Linked DNA regions of Mus musculus: region 2 is linked to region 1. A link is a contact called in public promoter capture Hi-C data. All regions are on one chromosome and are shown on one strand. The core of a region is the stretch at or near the end of the contact, and the rest is flanking DNA. Distances in the headings are between cores, read along the strand shown. Region 1 holds the start of 1700040P09Rik (a long non-coding RNA gene). Region 2 holds the start of Rnf34 (ring finger protein 34).

Region 1 (5,377 bases), core at 904-3,403:
GGGACGTTTTTGAGGCCAAAGAACATCCTGGAAGAGGCTTCTCTGACCCAAGGAAAGGCAAGCTGGGGCTGGAGGTACAGCCTGACATTCACATACGTGCACCCACATGAGGAATGTCCAGAAAATACCTGCCCCCTTATCTTCTCTAGCCTTATTTTATTTACATATTTCTTTATTTTTGCTTTTTTTTTTTTTTTTGGAGACAAGATCTCATGTATCCCAGGCTGGGGATGACCTTTAAACTCTGACTCTCCTGCATCTATCTCCTGCGTGCTGGGATTACAATACAGAGCTGGGAACCGAACCAAGGGGCTCGTGCATGCTGGGCAAGCCTTTCACCAGCTGAACTGTGTCCCCGCCCCATCTCATCCTTCTTTCTTAATAGAAAACCTGAGCTGGAAACCTTTGGAACATTCCAGCAAGGACTTCAGTGGGTCATAACATAATTCTAGAAAACAGTCAAATACACACACGGAATCAGGCTAATTAAGACCAAAAGGGAAAAGAAACTGGGAAGGCAGATGTTATCCTTGGCAAACTCTCCACTTGTGCAGTACGCTCAGGAGTCACGTGTTATTTCCTTCCATCCTTAGGTTCAGGTGTCAGGTGTCACTGTCATTTCTATTAACCCCCCCCCCCCACACACACACACACACGCACAAGATTCTGATAATTGGTTCTCAGGTTGTCACTTGTTGAAGTCACACACTTACAAACCAGAGCTAGGTATGATACACACGTGTGGTCTGTATAGCATTCAAGAAGATGAGGCAGGATGACTGTAGTGTCTGAGGCCAGCCTAAGCTACCCATTGAGTTCTGAGCCATCCTGGGCTATAAAGCAAGACCCTGTCTTGAAACAGAGAGGAGGGTTGGTCCTGGAGAGACAGATGGCTCAGTGGTTAAGCGCACTTTACTGTTCTTGTGGAGGACTGGGGTTCTATCCGGTGACTTACACCCAACTTAAACTACAGTGCCAGGAGATCCCATGTCCTCTCCTGGTCTCTGCTGGCACCAAGGGAGTGTGTGGTATACAGACATACATACATTCAAGCATATAAATCATACACATAAAATAAAAATAAGTGTTTTTTTTTAAAGGGAGAAAAATATCTTTATAATATTCTCTGTTCACTTCCTCCATTGCTGGGGACTCAGGATGCTTATTTGAATGGAATTTGTACGGATCAATTTTTTCTTTTCTTTCTTTTTTTTTTTTTTCTTCGAGACAGGGTTTCTCTGTATAGCCCTGGCTGTCCTGGAACTCACTTTGTAGACCAGGCTGGCCTCGAACTCAGAAATCTGCCTGCCTCTGCCTCCCGAGTGCTGGGATTAAAGGCATGTGTCACCACGCCCAGATCCGGATCAATTTTTTTAAAAGATTTATTTATTATATGTATGTGAATACACTGTAGCTGTACAAATGGTTGTGAGCCTCCATGTGGTTGCTGGGAACTGAATTTTTAGGACCTCTGATCGTCAGTCCCTGTTTGCTCCCACGCAAAGATTTATTTATTATTATACATAAGTACACTGTAGCTGACTTCAGACGAACCAGAAGAGGGCGTCAGATCTCATTACGGGTGGTTGTGAGCCACCATGTGGGTGCTGGAAATTGAACTCAGGACCTTCGGAAGAGCAGTCAGTGCTCTTACCCGCTGAACCATCTCGCCAGCCCGGGTCAATTCTTCATATCATAAAATATACTAAATCTCGTAGAGGAAAGAGAGTTAAGCATTAGGGGAAGCAATCAGAGGACACCACAACAGCAAGCTCCACGGAGATAAACTCGGAGGTACTTTAGATACAAAAAACGTTTAAATCTGCCTAAAACGAAGGGAGGGGCTCTACGCAGGAGTTCTGGGAAGACATTAGCGATTCCTGAAAGTCGTTTTCACGACAGAAGCCAGTGATTCTGTGGTGTGTGAAAGTGTTCAGACACAGATCACCCCTGCTGCAAACAGCAGTTGAATTCCTGACCCTTGTCTTGTCCTGACCTAGGTCTTGTCCCTCCTCCCAGACCTAGCCAAGGGAGAGAAGGCCCCTTTGAGTCCTGCAGAAATGCAGCCTCTTCATGGGTGGGGCATGGACAGCTGTTGCAGTCACAGTGAGGGGGTGGGGCGGGGGCGGGGCGCCTCCCCCCCACCCCCCACCCCCGCAGCGATCTGCAGGAGGCCAACGACTGCGAACTGCGTGGACCTGAGCTGGCATTTGGCCAGGACAATGGGATTAACTTCCCAAGCGCTGGCCAAAAAGGGCCCTGGGATTTTTATTTTTATTCGTTTTCCATTACAACTGCACAGCAACGCAAACAAAGCCCCAAACAAGGTGAGCCACCATGGAGTCCCTTCCCTTCGCGGGGTGGCATCTCAGTGCCACACATCTTGCTGACCTTGGCTCACCCAAGGTTCCAACTAGAGAGTTTGATTACCTCCCACCCCAGGGACAATGGGAAAGAGGCATGGTGAATGCCCAGCTAGCTCCGTGTGCACGCAAAAAGGGAAGTACATCAAGGTGCGAGCCCGGAGCCCATTGTACCCAGGAACAATACCTTAATGAGAAACTGGTACAGATCCAAGAAAGGAGAGGCCCTACCTCCTCCAGACCCCAGATCTGGCACCTAGGTACAAGGGGTCAGAAGACAAAGGGGTCAGGGCTGAGGACAGCCAAATGTCAACCAGAGATCGAGTGAGCGAGGAGGGGAGAGCCTAGAGTAGCAGAAGAGAACAGGCTTGGGAGAGCCTCGAGAGGAGGTTCCCCCATCCACAGAGGGGTGTTGCATCTTGTGAGCTGCCTGTTCTTCAGCTAGGTGATTTAGCACCAACCGCTCACCTTTTGGCAACCAGAGAAAGAAAGTAAGAGACTTGGTAGTCAGTGTGAATTGACAGCATGGTCTTTGGGCAAAGCAACTAAAACGGTGTTCACACTTCCTGGTTTGTCAGAGGGGACAGTGAGATAGCTCAGCAGGTTAAAATCATAAATAAATGAATGAATGGATGAATGAATGAATGAATGAATGAACAGACAGACAAACAAACAGCTAAAGCATTTGTGGAGCAACCGTGCGGAGCTCACCTGAACCCTCGCTGAGAGCCAGATGAGGTAGCTCGTGTCTGTAATCCCAGCACCCTAAGGTGAGGTGATGTGAGGTGAGGTGAGGTGGGAGACAGAAGACAGAGACAGAAGACAAGAGAATGGTCTGGGAGCTGGAGTATGCAGACTTCAAGCTGCTAGACAACAGCGAGGAAAGAGATCAGACTACTGAAAACTTGTCCTGTCTCCTTCACACATGTCGCATACACACACACACACACACACACACACACACACTCACACACACACTACATAATTAAAAATAAAAATGAAATTAAAGATGTAAATACTTTTTAAAATGTACCCTTCTCTCCTGCATCCTGACTGCAGCCTCCTCTCCCTCCACTTCTCCCAACCCCCCCTCATCCCCCCCACCCCCTTCTCCCCCAGATTCACTGCCCTTCCGGGTCCCTTTAGAAAAGAGCAGTCTTCTCAGGGATGTCCTGAATTATGTTTTGTCCATGACAAGATGCAGTAAGACTAGGGACAAACATGGTAGGGTGGCACATACCTCCCAGCACACGGGAGGCAGAGACAAGCAGGCCTCTGGCTTTGAGGCTAGCCTGGTCTACAACAGTGAGTTTCAGGATACATAGAAAGTTCTTGTCTCAAAAATCCATCCATCCACACATCTATACCTACATTTAAAAAAAAAAAAAGGAAAAAAAGAAAGGCTTGGGGTATGGCTCTGGGTTCCACCCTCAGCACCCTGCCCCTAAAATGTGGGTAACCGAATCACCTTTATATCTCCCTGGGGTCACAGAGGGAATCTCCCGGTGTTTATTATTTAACCATCCACTGACAGGCATTTGCATGGCTTCTCCCTCTGAGCTATTGTGAACAGTGCTGTAATGTACGGACACCTCTCCAAGACAGCCTGCAATGTTCTTGGGTTCTCTCTGCCCAGGCACGCAGTAATGGGATTGTTAGGTCAGATGTTGTGTGTGTGTGTGTGTGTGTGTGTGTGTGTGTGTGTGTGTGTGTGTGTATGTGTTTAATGTTTATTACTGGGTGTTGAACTTTGTTGCTCACACAGCAAGTGAGTACTCTACCATCGGGCTATAGGCCAAGCCTTTTTAATGTTTTGAGACAGGGGCTTACAAAGTTGCCCAGGTTAACCTTGAACTCGAGGTCCTCCTGTCTCAGTCTCCAAGCAGCTGAGATGCCAGGCCTGAGAGCCACTAGGCTGATATTTCTTTCTCAATTTCCAACACCGCACCACACCCTTTTGCTTACAAGCCTTGCCCCTAACCTTTACCCCCACCACCTGGGCGAGCCTATCCTTCCTGCAATTCAACTCTGGCTCCTTAGGGTGCCCCAGGCCTGGCAGCCCCACCCTGTGCATCCCTTAGTTAGGACTCCCGGGGCGTTTCATGATAGAGCCCGGCTCAGGCTCTGGATGGAGTGTCTACTGCTTGAACCCCCTCCAGTCCTGGGCTGGCTGGTTTCAACTCCCTAAGACTGGGAGGTACTGTCTCTTCCCCCTTATTTCCCTCCTCTTTCTCCTCAGGAGGAAGATTTGACTGTCAGGAGGAGCTGGTGACCTCATTCTGTCATTCTGTTCTTGGGGCCACTGAAGGGAGGAAGCTGGCTCTGCCGGGAGCAGGTGCTCACAATCTACATCTTTTGTGGGAACGTCCTCTTGAGTTTTTGGTTATTTTTTTTTGTTTTGTTTTGTAGCCTTGGGGCCGCCTATGATCCTAGGAGTCTGTCAGTGCCTCGGTCTTCCAGGGTCACACGGTGTTCTAAGTCACAGGAAAGGGTGTGTGAAGGACTTGTTCCTTTTTCATGGAGTCCCTTTGCTTTCCAGTGTCCCTACAGACAGGCAAGACTGTCACTGCTGGTCCTGGGCTGGTGTTTCTGACTCATCTTCCTACCAGGGTTCATACAGCCCAGCGCCTGTAGCTTCTCCAGCCCCTACCACTATCATCCCCTTAATTCAGGGATATTCTGGGGTTCCTTGGCGCTTGCTGGAATGGAGATAGGCATGGAAGGAGCCACGGGAGACCATCAGCCATTATTCCTCTTCCTTAGGAGCTTGACCTGTGGTCCCAGTGATGGAGAGAATGAATTAGGAGGAGACAAGGGAAGTTTTAGAAACCTCAGTCTCGCTTTCAGTCCAAGGATTCCCCAACTGGTTGACCTCGGCTGGAGTTGACTCCCTGTCTGCTGGACACACGGGCAGGCAGGGACCTGTCAACAAACTGACCTGTCCTGAATCATCCTTGGGAAAATGAGGTGTCACTGCAGAAGAGATCCATGACAAACCCATTTTCCTCCCTGGC
Region 2 (5,377 bases), core at 778-3,277, 340 kb after region 1:
TTTTTTTTTTTTTTTTAATCTTACCAAGACAAGGTCATTCACTGAGCCTGGAGCTCTCCAATTATGCTAAATTGGCCAGTAAACTCAGCTATCCTCCTGCTTCTACCCACAGAGTACTAGAATTACTGATGAATACCACCAAACCTGATTTTTACATAGGTGCCAAGGAGGGAACTCAGATCCTGGTCTTCATACAGCAGGCATGTGGTTGATGGGAAACATATCTTTAGCCCCACCAGCAAATGGCTTTTAATTTCTTTGCCTAGATGATGAGCAGAAAAATTACTGTCTAATAGTTTTTCTTCTTGTCCTCTGTGTAAGCCCTGGTTGTCCTGGAGCTTTCTCAGTAGGCAGGCTGTTCTTGAACTCACAGAGACCCACTGCCTCTTGCCTCCTGAGTGCCAGACAAGATATTACATTATCTCAATAGAGCCTGAAGAAAAATAGGCTTGACATAGTCCAAGGACATAGCATGCTATGGTTTGTTTTGTTTTGAGCCAGGGTCTGACGATGTAAAGTGGCTGGTCTGGAATTCAGAGACATTCACCTGCCTCTGCCATCCTGGGTTTAAAGGCCTGTGCCACTGCACCCAGCTGTATTCGTGTTCTGTCAAAAAGTTCATCTAAGCAGATGTTGAAAAAGAATAGAACAGGGGCTGGCTCAGCGGTTAAGAGCACTTGCTGTTCTTACAGAGGACTTGGGTTTGGTTTCTAACACTCACATAGTGGTTCACAACTGTAATTCAGTTGCAGGGCATCCAACATCCTCATCTGACTTCCCTGATCACTGTACACATGTGGTGCACAGATACACATGCAGGCAAAACCAGATACAAAGAATTTTAAAGTATTATTATTATTATAAGAATAGGAGTTGTCTGGGTCTTCGCTAAGGAAGAAGTAACATCTTGAGCTCTAAAATTTCAATTATTATTATTATTTTATTATTTTTTAAGACAGGGTTTCTCTGTATAGCCCTGGCTGTCCTGGAGCTCACTTTGTAGACCAGGCTGGCCTCGAACTCAGAAATCCGCCTACCTCTGCCTCCCAAGTGCTGGGACTAAAGGTGTGTGCCACCACGCCCGACCTCAAATATTATTTTGAAGTGAGAGAAAGAAATGTAGGAAAACCAACTAATTAAAGCCTTAATCCAGCAAGGCTGAAGAAATTTATACCATCTTTTGCCACTTGTTTTTCTGCCCCGACGTCAGTTTGAAGGGATCATGTGAATTCTTTGAAAGGGTTAGTTAGTACTTGGGTAAATTTGAACATTACATCAATTGGACGCAGTTGTGGTGGAACACATCTTTAATCTCAAGCACTCGGAAGGCAGAGAGGCAGGCATGATTTCTCTGAGTTCCAAGCCAGCCTGGTGTAAACTGGGAGTTCTCTGGCCAGCACAGCCAGGAAAAAATCTTGTCTAAAAAGAAAACCGCACACACACACATACGAACCGAACGACAAAGAATTGGAATTGGACAGCCTTTGGTTCTTCAGCCGTTCTCAGTACATCTTCTAAATGGCTCGCCCTAGATCGTGCTGCCCCTCTTCCTTGAGGAGATCCGAGGTTCTCCTGGTGATGAGATCTAGAACATTCGGAGAATGGGTTAAGCCCGAGAGAGGCCCTGCTCCGCAGGTTAGAATAAAAGCTTCAAACCAACAGTGTTTCCTACTTCACCACAGCTCTTTTTCTGCCTCGGGCCGAGGGAAGCTATCCACCCAAAATAGGAAGCCAATTCAGCCTGAGCGGCTTTCTCTCCGACAGACCGGGCGTCACGTCGCGTCACGCCCCGCCCCGCCCCTCTTCGCCCCGCCCCGTTTCCCTCCGCCCCTCCCCTCTCCCCTTCGCTCGCAAGACTGCGCCCGAAACCCCGCCCCTTCTTCACCATTTCATTGGCTTTGGTGATCGGGCCCCCCGAAGACCCGCTTCGGATTGGTGGGCTCCGCCCGCCGCTCGGCGTCTTCCCGGGGCGTGAGCCGAGCGTGGCCATGCCCCCTTACGTAGGGACGCTCAGTGGGTCTCGGGAGGCGCCGCATTCGCCGCCTTAGAAGGAAGGAAGATCCGTTGTGTGAGGAGGCTGCTATGGTGCTGAGTTCCCCGGTAGAGCCGACCGAGCCGAGGCGGTCGCGGCCATGAAGGTGAGGGGCTGGTGGAGCCGGGAGGCTCTCCTTGCCTCTCCCGTACGCCCAGAGCGCTTCCTGTTTTCCGTCTCAGCGGTTACCCAGAGGGGCTTCGTGAGAGACCACCACGTAGCGGGGCGCCCGGCCCGAAGTGTGTGTGGGGCCCCGACCGGTTCCAGCCGGAGAGGCCAGGCAGCAGACCCTCCCGAGCTCCCACAGCGCCCTCCGGCGTCCTGGCCGAGGAGGCGGCTAGTGGCCCTGCGGTCTCAGCCCGCTGGGCCCTGTTCCCAGGGCCCTGTGCTCTTCTCGGGGTCCCGAGCTTTTTTTTAAGCCGCAAGAGCCTCGGTGTCTCTGGCCATGGCTGTGCCCTCTGCCTCCCCCGAGTCCTTGAGCTAACCCAGACTTCGGGGGGTGCATCACGAGACAGAAGGCATAGAGAGCGCTGCGTGGTATGATGAGGCTAGGACCTGAGTGGCCCATGGGGGGTTGGGGGTGTCCTCCTTCAAGGAGTCCTTCCCGTGGGTTTAAATGTTGTGGCCGTGACCTAGAGCGCTAGACGTGTCTACATCGCCACTAGGTACGCAGCAAGTAATTTGGCAGCCTTGCTCCCAGGTGGGAGTGAGAGCGTGGGAGAATCACTGATAGAAGTTTCAGAAAAGGGCAGGTTTTGTGTGTGTGTATGTGGTGTGTGTGTGTGTGTGTGTGTGATTTTGGCCTACTTAGGGGAGATGAATTTTCTCAACCCCATCGCAGAGAGTTCTAAAGAGGCTGTGTACAGCAGTCAATTCAGGCATTGATTCATTTGCCCAAAATCAAGTCAAATGGCGTGAGTCAGAAGGTGGTGATGTCTTCCCTCACGGTGTTGTATCCATCTCGTGGAAGAAGTAAGTGTGTTGGCTTTGGGCTGCTAGATTGACGACCTTGCACAGAGTGTCAAAGATTTACTGTGGACGATTGAAGAGAGGGTCAAGTGGATAGAGAAATTCAGCAAGTGTTTTGCCCAGCACCTTCACTGCCTTAGTCAAGATGGGGTAGAGGTAATTCAAAATATAATCACCCTGTTTAAGAAAGAGTTTGCCAGTTAAAAGAAAAGAGCCCCTTAAGCATGGTGGCACAAGCCCGTGATCAGCGTTTAGGAGGTAGAGGTGGAGGATTGCTGCATGTTTGAGGCCAAGCAAGTGTTTTCGTGGAAAACCAACCAACAACAATCCCCTGAGAGATAGATCTCAAGTAGCCACATTACAAACTGCAATAATGTAAGGTGTGTGTGTGTGTGTGTAAAAAACTCTCAAGCAAGAAAAATAACCATACCTTCAGTGTTGCGTACCTGTGATCTCAGGCATTTGGGAGCTGGAGGCTGGAGTCAAGACAATTAGTTTTTCACAGGTATTCTTGGCTTTGTAGTAAGTTTGAGTCCAGCTTGCACTGCATGCGGTCCTATTTCAAAACATCAGGTCCCCTGCTGCTGGAATCCTGGCCGAAATTGGGAGTAGGTTAACTTCTTTGTTTTGAGATAGGGTTTCACTGTCAATCCCTGACTGGCCTGGAATTGAGTATGTAGGCTGTCCTCCCTCCTGAATTTGGATTACAAATGTAGGATCTGGAATCAGTGACATTTGAATTGACGTTAAGGATGAGGATATTGTGAAAGCTTTAAAAAATTGTTTAAAAATGTTTTTAGGTTAATGTGTATGAGTGTTTTGCCTGTATGTATGTATGTATGTGTGTGTGTGTATGTGTGTGTATATGTATATATATACATACATACATACATACATACACCATCTGCATGCCTGGTGCTCACAGAGATCAGAGGTGGCATTAGACCCCCCTGGAACTGGAGTTACTAATGGTTGTGAGCCACCATGTAGGTTCTAGAAACCGAACCTAGGTCCTCTGTAAAAGCAAAATGAGTGCTCTGAGCTGCTCATCTCTCTCTCCAGCCCTTAAGGTTTTTGTTTTGTTTACAGTTTTTTTTTTTTTATTTTATAGGTATGAATGCATGCATATCTGTGCACCACAAACATGTATCCTCAGATCCTGATAGTTAGATAGTTGTGAGACACCATAAGGGTTCTGGAAATCAAACCCTGGTCTTTGGGAAGAGCAGCCAGTGCTTTTAACCACCGAGACCTCTCCGATAAGAGTGTGGACTTCTCAGTTTAGTTATAAAATGTCACTGCAACTTAAGAATACTTTATTAAGCTCCCTGGCAGTAGCTTATTTTCTGAAAATCATCATCTTTGCTGTGAGATCCAAAACCAGCCTTTATTTATCAAGGAAAGTAGATATGAAAGGAGAATAGGTACTGTGCCCAAACTTTTAAATAAGTTGTTTAAAAACAATGGTTTTATATTTAAGTGAAAAAGAAAAGAGAAAAAGGATATGACCACTCCTAGGTGTGGAGAAGTGTATTGTAGATAAAAGGTAGAGCCTAGCCAGAGGCAGGGACATCTGGGAGAGTTCAAAGTGGACATGACCAGACTGAGCTGGACCCAGTAGTGGGGGGAGGGGGGGAGAAGCCGATACATCAGAAAAGAGGCTCAAAGGTACATAGAGGGCAGGTAGTTATATAGGGAAGGACAGCCTAGCCTCCTGGGCTGCGAGATTTCAGGGTAGGGTATGTAAGCCAGGAGGACCCTGTAACAGATAACTGAGGGATGATGGGAGAACCTGTTAGCCTAGTCTACTTTGATATGTTAAGGCCCCTCAGCAATTTATCCAGGGTTTAAAATCTAGCTCTTTTCTTTTCTTAACCTTTTCTTGCTTCCTTTCTTTCTTTCTTTTTCTTTTTCTTTTCTTTTTTTTCTTTCTTTTTTTTTTTTTTTTGAGACAGGGTCTCACGGAGATACTAAGGAAAAAATGGGGAGAATTACTCCATTTTTAAAAAGACAAAAATGTGTGTCTAGTGGCTCACACTTTTACACTTTTACACTTTTAGTGGCTTACACTTTTACACTTTTACCCAGCTCTTGGTAGGTGGAAGCAGGAGGAGATCTGTTCAAGGCCACCCTTCACTGCACAGCAACCTCAAGGCCAACCTTGTCTATGTGAGACCCCCTGTCAAAAAATAGGGAAGGAAAGGAAAGGGTAATATGTATGACATTGAGCAGACATTGCAAGAGTTTATTAATGTGCGGCTCGGCAAGATGACTTAGTAAAAAAGCTCTTGCTGTGCAAGCCCAGCGGCCAGAGTTCGACTCCTACAACCCTTGTAAATGTGGAAAGAGAACCAGCTTCACAAAGCTGCCCTCCCG

The links. Capture Hi-C pulls out chosen DNA fragments and counts their contacts.
Region 2: a contact with region 1 is called in a promoter capture Hi-C map of pancreatic islet. The contact joins the promoter of Rnf34 here to the promoter of 1700040P09Rik in region 1. A contact is called at or near these places in 4 of 39 promoter capture datasets (erythroid cells, hippocampal neurons, liver and 1 more), 4 of 484 Hi-C or Micro-C datasets (CD4 T cells and embryonic stem cells), 3 of 115 datasets of contacts at active chromatin or transcription factors (effector CD8 T cells, large pre-B cells and neural tube) and 1 of 9 other capture datasets (pancreatic islet).

Annotation. Positions count from the first base shown.
Region 1 is chr5:122,511,852-122,517,228 of GRCm38.p6, forward strand. It overlaps 1700040P09Rik (a long non-coding RNA gene), which reads left to right and starts at 2,154. Exons shown (of 2, transcript XR_387696.4): 1 at 2,154-2,327; 2 at 4,603-4,731.
Region 2 is chr5:122,848,161-122,853,537 of GRCm38.p6, forward strand. It overlaps Rnf34 (ring finger protein 34), which reads left to right and starts at 2,028. Exons shown (of 6, transcript NM_030564.1): 1 at 2,028-2,138. The coding sequence starts at 2,133. It overlaps Gm33044 (predicted gene, 33044), which reads right to left and starts at 1,776. Exons shown (of 2, transcript NR_169045.1): 1 at 1,673-1,776; 2 at 1,290-1,585.